2 separate regions of the Mus musculus genome follow, and region 2 is linked to region 1. A link is a contact called in public promoter capture Hi-C data. All regions are on one chromosome and are shown on one strand. The core of a region is the stretch at or near the end of the contact, and the rest is flanking DNA. Distances in the headings are between cores, read along the strand shown.

Region 1 (3,081 bases), core at 355-2,854:
CTAATTAGAAATGCCAGGAGAGCCATTTTAGGGGAGTTTTTTTTCCCCCAGAAAGACATTCCTCTCAGGGATGGAAGCCCTGGGTGTGTGTGTGGAGGGGGGGGGGAGGGGGGACAGGTTGGCTCTAAGAGAGGCAGGGCTCCCCAAAGCTTCTTGAAAACAGAGGAGGGGGCTCTGAGGGATATGAGGTTAGGAGAGTTCTGTAGGTGTGTGAGCAAAAGTGGGGTGGGAGAAGCTGAGATGTGAGTACACGTGGATTACAAGTGGGGGCCACTGGTGTGTGTGTGGAAGGCCATGAGTGGGGGGCATGAGTCCACAGAGAGGGCCGTGAGTGGGGGGCATGAGTCTACATGGAAGGGTGTGAGTGGGCTAAGTGCTGGTTGGTATGAGTGTTCAGTGTGTATGTATGAGTGTGAGAGAGGGGGAGCTGGCAGAGAGGAAAGGGGGTTCTTGCAGGCACCATGTGTCTGTGGGCCCCTGTAGGCTTCTGCTGTGGGCAGTGATATGTCCCCAAGTAACATCAGGAAATGGGAGACCTAGACCTGTGTTTCTGGCTTGGTGTAAGTCAAGAAGGATGCCCTCCCCCACTGCACCACAGCGCTGTTGGCTGTTGCCAGGGAATCGGAAGGGGCCTCCCTCTAGAGGGAATCTCAGCTTCCGGAGCCCCATTCCTTATATGGCATCTTGCTTTCCTCTGCAGGCTCCTTCCCCTCCTTCCTCCTTCTCCCTCCCTCCTTCCTCCGGACTAACCTCTTGGAAGGCTTGAGAAGCTTCTGGTCCAGTTGTGGCTGGGTCCTAGGGACTTCAGGGTTCAGCAATGTTGCCTACACATCTTGATATCCCTATGCCCTACCCCAGTGTCTGTACAGGTTCAAGTGATACATCTGTTTCAGGGCACTGCGGCCCTGTTCAGCCACTGACACACAGACAGGGCCACTCAGTGTCCACAAACCTATGAAGGGGTCCAGAAAAAGCCTTGCCTGAGTGGAGTTCCCGAACAATATTGGACCAGGCTAGGATTTGGACTTATGACTCTTGGGGCAAGGTTGGGCAGGAAGTAGGTGTGTGTGTGTGTGTGTGTGTGTGTGTGTGTGTGTGTGTGTGTCCCGCTAACCAAAGGCAGCTGAGGATAGAAGGGTTTGGAGTGAGAGATTCCTACCAGGCACTTCTGAAGTTGCATACTGTGTGGTCAGGATGGGCAAGAGTCAGGATGGGCGCATCAAAGATTCAGAGGGGTAACGTCCAGCTGCTCCCTAAGAAAAGAGATCATGAGGCCCCAGGGCAAACAGTAGGTAATAACCTGCCTTAGCCTCATCCTCGCTGCCCAGGACTAGGTAGAGGAGAGTGTCTCCGGTCCCCAAAATCCCTCCCGGTGGGAGGCGCGCAGCAGAGCACATTAGTCACTCGGGGCTGTGAAGGGGCGGGTCCTTGAGGGCACCCACGGGAGGGGAGCGAGTAGGCGCGGAAGGCGGGGCCTGCGGCAGGAGAGGGCGCGGGCGGGCTCTGGCGCGGAGCCTGGGCGCCGCCAATGGGAGCCAGGGCTCCACGAGCTGCCGCCCACGGGCCCCGCGCAGCATAAATAGCCGCTGGTGGCGGTTTCGGTGCAGAGCTCAAGCGAGTTCTCCCGCAGCCGCAGTCTCTGGGCCTCTCTAGCTTCAGCGGCGACGAGCCTGCCACACTCGCTAAGCTCCTCCGGCACCGCACACCTGCCACTGCCGCTGCAGCCGCCGGCTCTGCTCCCTTCCGGCTTCTGCCTCAGAGGAGTTCTTAGCCTGTTCGGAGCCGCAGCACCGACGACCAGATGGAGCTGGACCATATGACCACCGGCGGCCTCCACGCCTACCCTGCCCCGCGGGGTGGGCCGGCCGCCAAACCCAATGTGATCCTGCAGATTGGTAAGTGCCGAGCTGAGATGCTGGAACACGTACGGAGGACCCACCGGCATCTGTTGACCGAAGTGTCCAAGCAGGTGGAGCGAGAGCTGAAAGGGTTGCACAGGTCGGTGGGCAAGCTGGAGAACAACTTGGACGGCTACGTGCCCACCGGCGACTCACAGCGCTGGAAGAAGTCCATCAAGGCCTGTCTTTGCCGCTGCCAGGAGACCATCGCCAACCTGGAGCGCTGGGTCAAGCGTGAGATGCACGTGTGGAGGGAGGTCTTCTACCGTCTGGAGAGGTGGGCTGACCGCCTGGAGTCCATGGGCGGCAAATACCCAGTGGGCAGCGAGCCGGCCCGCCACACTGTCTCTGTAGGTGTGGGGGGTCCAGAGCCCTACTGCCAGGAAGCTGATGGCTATGACTATACCGTTAGCCCCTATGCCATCACCCCGCCACCTGCCGCAGGAGAACTGCCTGAACAGGAGTCAGTTGAGGCTCAGCAATATCAGTCTTGGGGGCCAGGTGAGGATGGGCAACCGAGCCCTGGTGTGGATACACAGATCTTCGAGGACCCACGGGAGTTCCTGAGCCACCTGGAAGAGTACCTGCGGCAGGTGGGTGGCTCTGAAGAATATTGGCTGTCCCAGATCCAGAACCACATGAATGGGCCAGCCAAGAAGTGGTGGGAGTTCAAGCAGGGCTCGGTGAAGAACTGGGTGGAGTTCAAGAAGGAGTTTCTGCAATACAGTGAGGGTACACTCTCCCGTGAAGCCATTCAGCGGGAGCTGGAGCTGCCGCAGAAGCAGGGTGAACCACTCGACCAGTTCCTCTGGCGCAAGCGGGACCTGTACCAGACACTGTATGTGGACGCTGAGGAGGAGGAGATCATTCAGTATGTGGTGGGCACCCTGCAGCCCAAACTCAAGCGCTTTCTGCGCCACCCACTCCCCAAGACCCTGGAGCAGCTTATCCAGAGGGGTATGGAAGTGCAGGACGGCCTGGAGCAGGCAGCTGAGCCTTCTGGCACCCCACTGCCCACAGAGGATGAGACGGAGGCACTCACACCTGCTCTTACCAGCGAGTCAGTAGCCAGTGACAGGACCCAGCCTGAATAGAGGGGCCAGCCCAGGGTCCCCAGCCCGCCTGCCACACCCAGCCTGTGGCTTTTGCCAACTAGGACTTGAGCTGGGGCTGACTCCCAAAG
Region 2 (3,161 bases), core at 109-2,608, 1.0 Mb before region 1:
TCTCCAGCTGCTGCAGTGGAGTTTTGAGCTGTGGGTTTCAGGGGCGCCAGGGAGAGAGGCGGTTGAAGTCTCTGAGTGTGTATGTGTCTGCCTCGCTCTTATCAGACTTTCTGGAGGAGGTGCTGGAGGAGGCTGAGATTCAGAGAAATTAAACTTGTCTAGTAAAGAGCAGATGGTGGACTCCCACAGGCAGACACAGGCCATTGTAGCCCATCAAGTTGAGGAAAGCGACGTGAAAACGCTTGTATGTTACTCGTAATGAGATGGTTGCATTGAGTTTGTATTGAAGTCAAATGCCCCTGCTTATCCTGAATTGTGGCTTCTACACAATGAAGCCCTCCCCACCCTCCAGCTCTCTGTTGGCGGCTACGACGTGTGAGTGGACACTGCTGTCACAGAACAGCCTTATGACGGACTTTGGGCTCAGGAGGTCTGACTGTCAGCTCCAGCATTCATCATCATCTACCTGAAATTCTTCCTCAAGCCTGGTCTCAGTTGCAAACAGGGCTCCTTTTACCTGCTATGAGGATATGAACGCTGTGAGGCCATGCTCCCCAACTGTCACAACTCCAGCTGGTCTTCAAGGGTACAAGGGTCCTGGACAGCCAGCTACAGACCTGGAATGCCCAAAGTCTTGCTGGTCTGTTGATCATACTCAGCAAACTTTTTGTAGTACTGGCCGTGTCCAGCAGGGGGCCCACTAGCCTCTCCCCGGCTCTGTTCCTGCCTCGGGCCGCTAGATGTCAGTAGGAATCCAGTGAGTTGGTAACCGTGGGCGGGACCTACAGGATAGGCTAGCTCTTTCTTGCTGGTCTCCGTCTCATTTTTTACCTTTCCTGTTCACCACTTTCTTGCAGGCCTGTGTGCTGTTTCAGTGGAAATACCAAGGCTGCCTGCTGCTGGCTCGGGGAGCAGCTGTCCGCGGATTAGGAGATTTTTGTTGCTTGGTACAAATGTCTTGAGATCTTGGTACACATGTCTTCAGATCTGAATGTGTTGAAGGGGGGAGCCTATGGCTTATGGCCCTGGTCTCTTGGCGGCGAGCCTAGGCAACAGCAGTTTTTGCAGGACTTCCAGTGCTGTTGGTCAGTCGCCTAGAGGAAGTTGCTTTGAGCAGGGCAGCTGGTGTCTGCAACTGCGTCCTCCTGGAGGTGTGGGTACTCGGTGTTTTGCCACTTAGATGGGTAGATAGGGCCCTCTGACCAAGTGTGTCTACTCATGACTTCCTCAGGTTGCCATGGCAGGTAGAAGCGCTGGGAGAGGGGCAATGCTCGGCCCTGGCTGGGGACGCCTTCCCAAGGTGGGCGGGCAGGGCGGGACTCCTGGACGTGTGGGGGCGGAGCTCTGTCAGAAGGGCGTGGCCTCGGAAAGCGGGCAGAGCCCACGCATGCACGCACACGCATGCTGCTGCTGTGGCTCAGAGCCCTGTGCCGGCGTTTCCAGCATGTCCCCTGCCGCGTCCCTTCCTGTCAGGTGTCCCGGGTCGCGAAGGCGAACAGAGCCGGGTAAGGCGGGTGGGACGGAGCTCAGGCGAGACAGGGCTCAGTGACTTGCCTAATCCTGCTCCTGTGCCGGGCCACACCGGACACATTGGGAAAAATCGGTCACCCATGTAATTGGGTCTGGGCCTCCAGGCTGCCGCGTTTGGTTTGGAGGAGGTCCCTTTGGAGTGTGGTTCCCAGATTCCCTGATTGGTCTCAGGCCCACTCCACGATTCTTACACTCTTTGTCACGTGGCCTTAGCTTTCAATACCTACCTTACGTCACCAGCCTGCCCCGAGGGACTTCCTAGGGGTTGGGATGGCTGTCCAGGCTGAGATTATATGTGAGATTCTGATTTTTCAACCTTTCCCTCGTGTACTGAGGTTCCCGGAAGCGCCCAGCTCTGGGTTGTGGGATTGTTGCTCACAGCACTTGGGGAGCGGGGATGTCCTGGTCTAATCGCCCGAGTGGTGGGTGGGTTCACAGCGAAGACAGCCCTTCCAGGGCCAGCCATTACAGCTGACCTGCTGACCTGCTTTTGATAGCTCAGCCCCGGACTGGGGCAGCTAAGCTCTTAGGCTCTAGAAATTCCAGGGGAAAGACAGGGCTGTCCTGACTCTCCAAATGGGGCTGAGTTGTGGCCTCTAGGAGAAGACACAGGGCTTCACAGCAGGACATCGGGGTAACTTCCTTGATACTCTTCTCCAGTGGGACAAAGGAATGTCACCCACGCCACGCCACGCCACAGTAGTTGTTTATAGCCCCAATCTCAGTGTCCTTGTCTGTGAAATGGGGATGGCCGTAGACTTCGCCTAGCAGTTTGGGTAATGAGCTTGCCGCTCAGTGTAGGTTCTGAGGTGCTTGTCCACATTTTATGACATCGAATTGGGCTGAATGTTGGAGGAAAGCTGCCTGAGTCGTGTCACGAAGCACTTCTGCATGCAGCCACCGAACTGTTCCCCACCTAGACCCACATGAGAAGCGGAATGGGATTTAAACCCCTATCTCTGGGAACCTTTGGCCACCACTTTTCTCTTTTTCCCTCCTGCATGGTTCATGGGACACCTCTCACCCCTCACACCCCTCAGGCATCCAAGTTCTGGCTACTTTGCAAGAGCTGCTCTGTTTATGAAGCCCGGCCCGCTCCTTACTTTCTGAGGGCACACCTGGAATTGTTTACTGGCTCAGGACATGGTCCCTTGTCCCCTGACCTCCCCACCTATGCTCACTTTCAGGCATTGTAGCTCCACCACACCTGGTCCCTTCTTTGCAGGAAGAGCGAGAAAGGCCCTTTAAAAAACTATTTGTCTCGGGGCAGCGGTGCTGCACGCCTTTAATCCCAGCACTGGGAGGCAGAGGCAGGCAGATTTCTGAGTTCAAGGCCAGCCTGGTCTACAGAGTGAGTTCCAGGACAGCCAGGGCTACACAGAGAAACCCTGTCTCGAAAATTAAAAAAAAAAAAAAGTCAAACCAGACATGATAGTTTATACTTATAATCCCAGCACTTTGGAGGCTGAGGCAAGAGTGCGTCAAGTTTGAGGTCAGTTTGGGCTACACAACAAACAAAAGTAACATGCTCTTTATTTTCCTGATCCTTTCTTTCCTCAAACCAGTAGGCCTCTTGCCTCTCACAGGATACAGAGTTGAGCCAACAAGGCCCACCAGGATGGCTGCCTGGA

What was found. Promoter capture Hi-C pulls out the DNA fragments that hold promoters and counts their contacts.
Region 2: a contact with region 1 is called in a promoter capture Hi-C map of pre-B cells, with 4 times the contacts expected there. The contact joins the promoter of Top1mt here to the promoter of Arc in region 1. A contact is called at or near these places in 2 of 39 promoter capture datasets (the 3T3-L1 cell line and pre-B cells), 2 of 484 Hi-C or Micro-C datasets (CD4 T cells and muscle stem cells) and 1 of 115 datasets of contacts at active chromatin or transcription factors (astrocytes).

The regions. Positions count from the first base shown.
Region 1 is chr15:74,671,093-74,674,173 of GRCm38.p6, reverse strand. Arc (activity regulated cytoskeletal-associated protein) reads left to right here and starts at 1,604. Exons shown (of 3, transcript NM_018790.3): 1 at 1,604-3,081. The coding sequence starts at 1,802. The coding sequence ends at 2,992. Gm32994 (a long non-coding RNA gene) reads right to left here and starts at 1,161. Exons shown (of 5, transcript XR_003951652.1): 1 at 751-1,161.
Region 2 is chr15:75,676,997-75,680,157 of GRCm38.p6, reverse strand. Top1mt (DNA topoisomerase 1, mitochondrial) reads left to right here and starts at 1,358. Exons shown (of 14, transcript NM_028404.3): 1 at 1,358-1,505. The coding sequence starts at 1,402.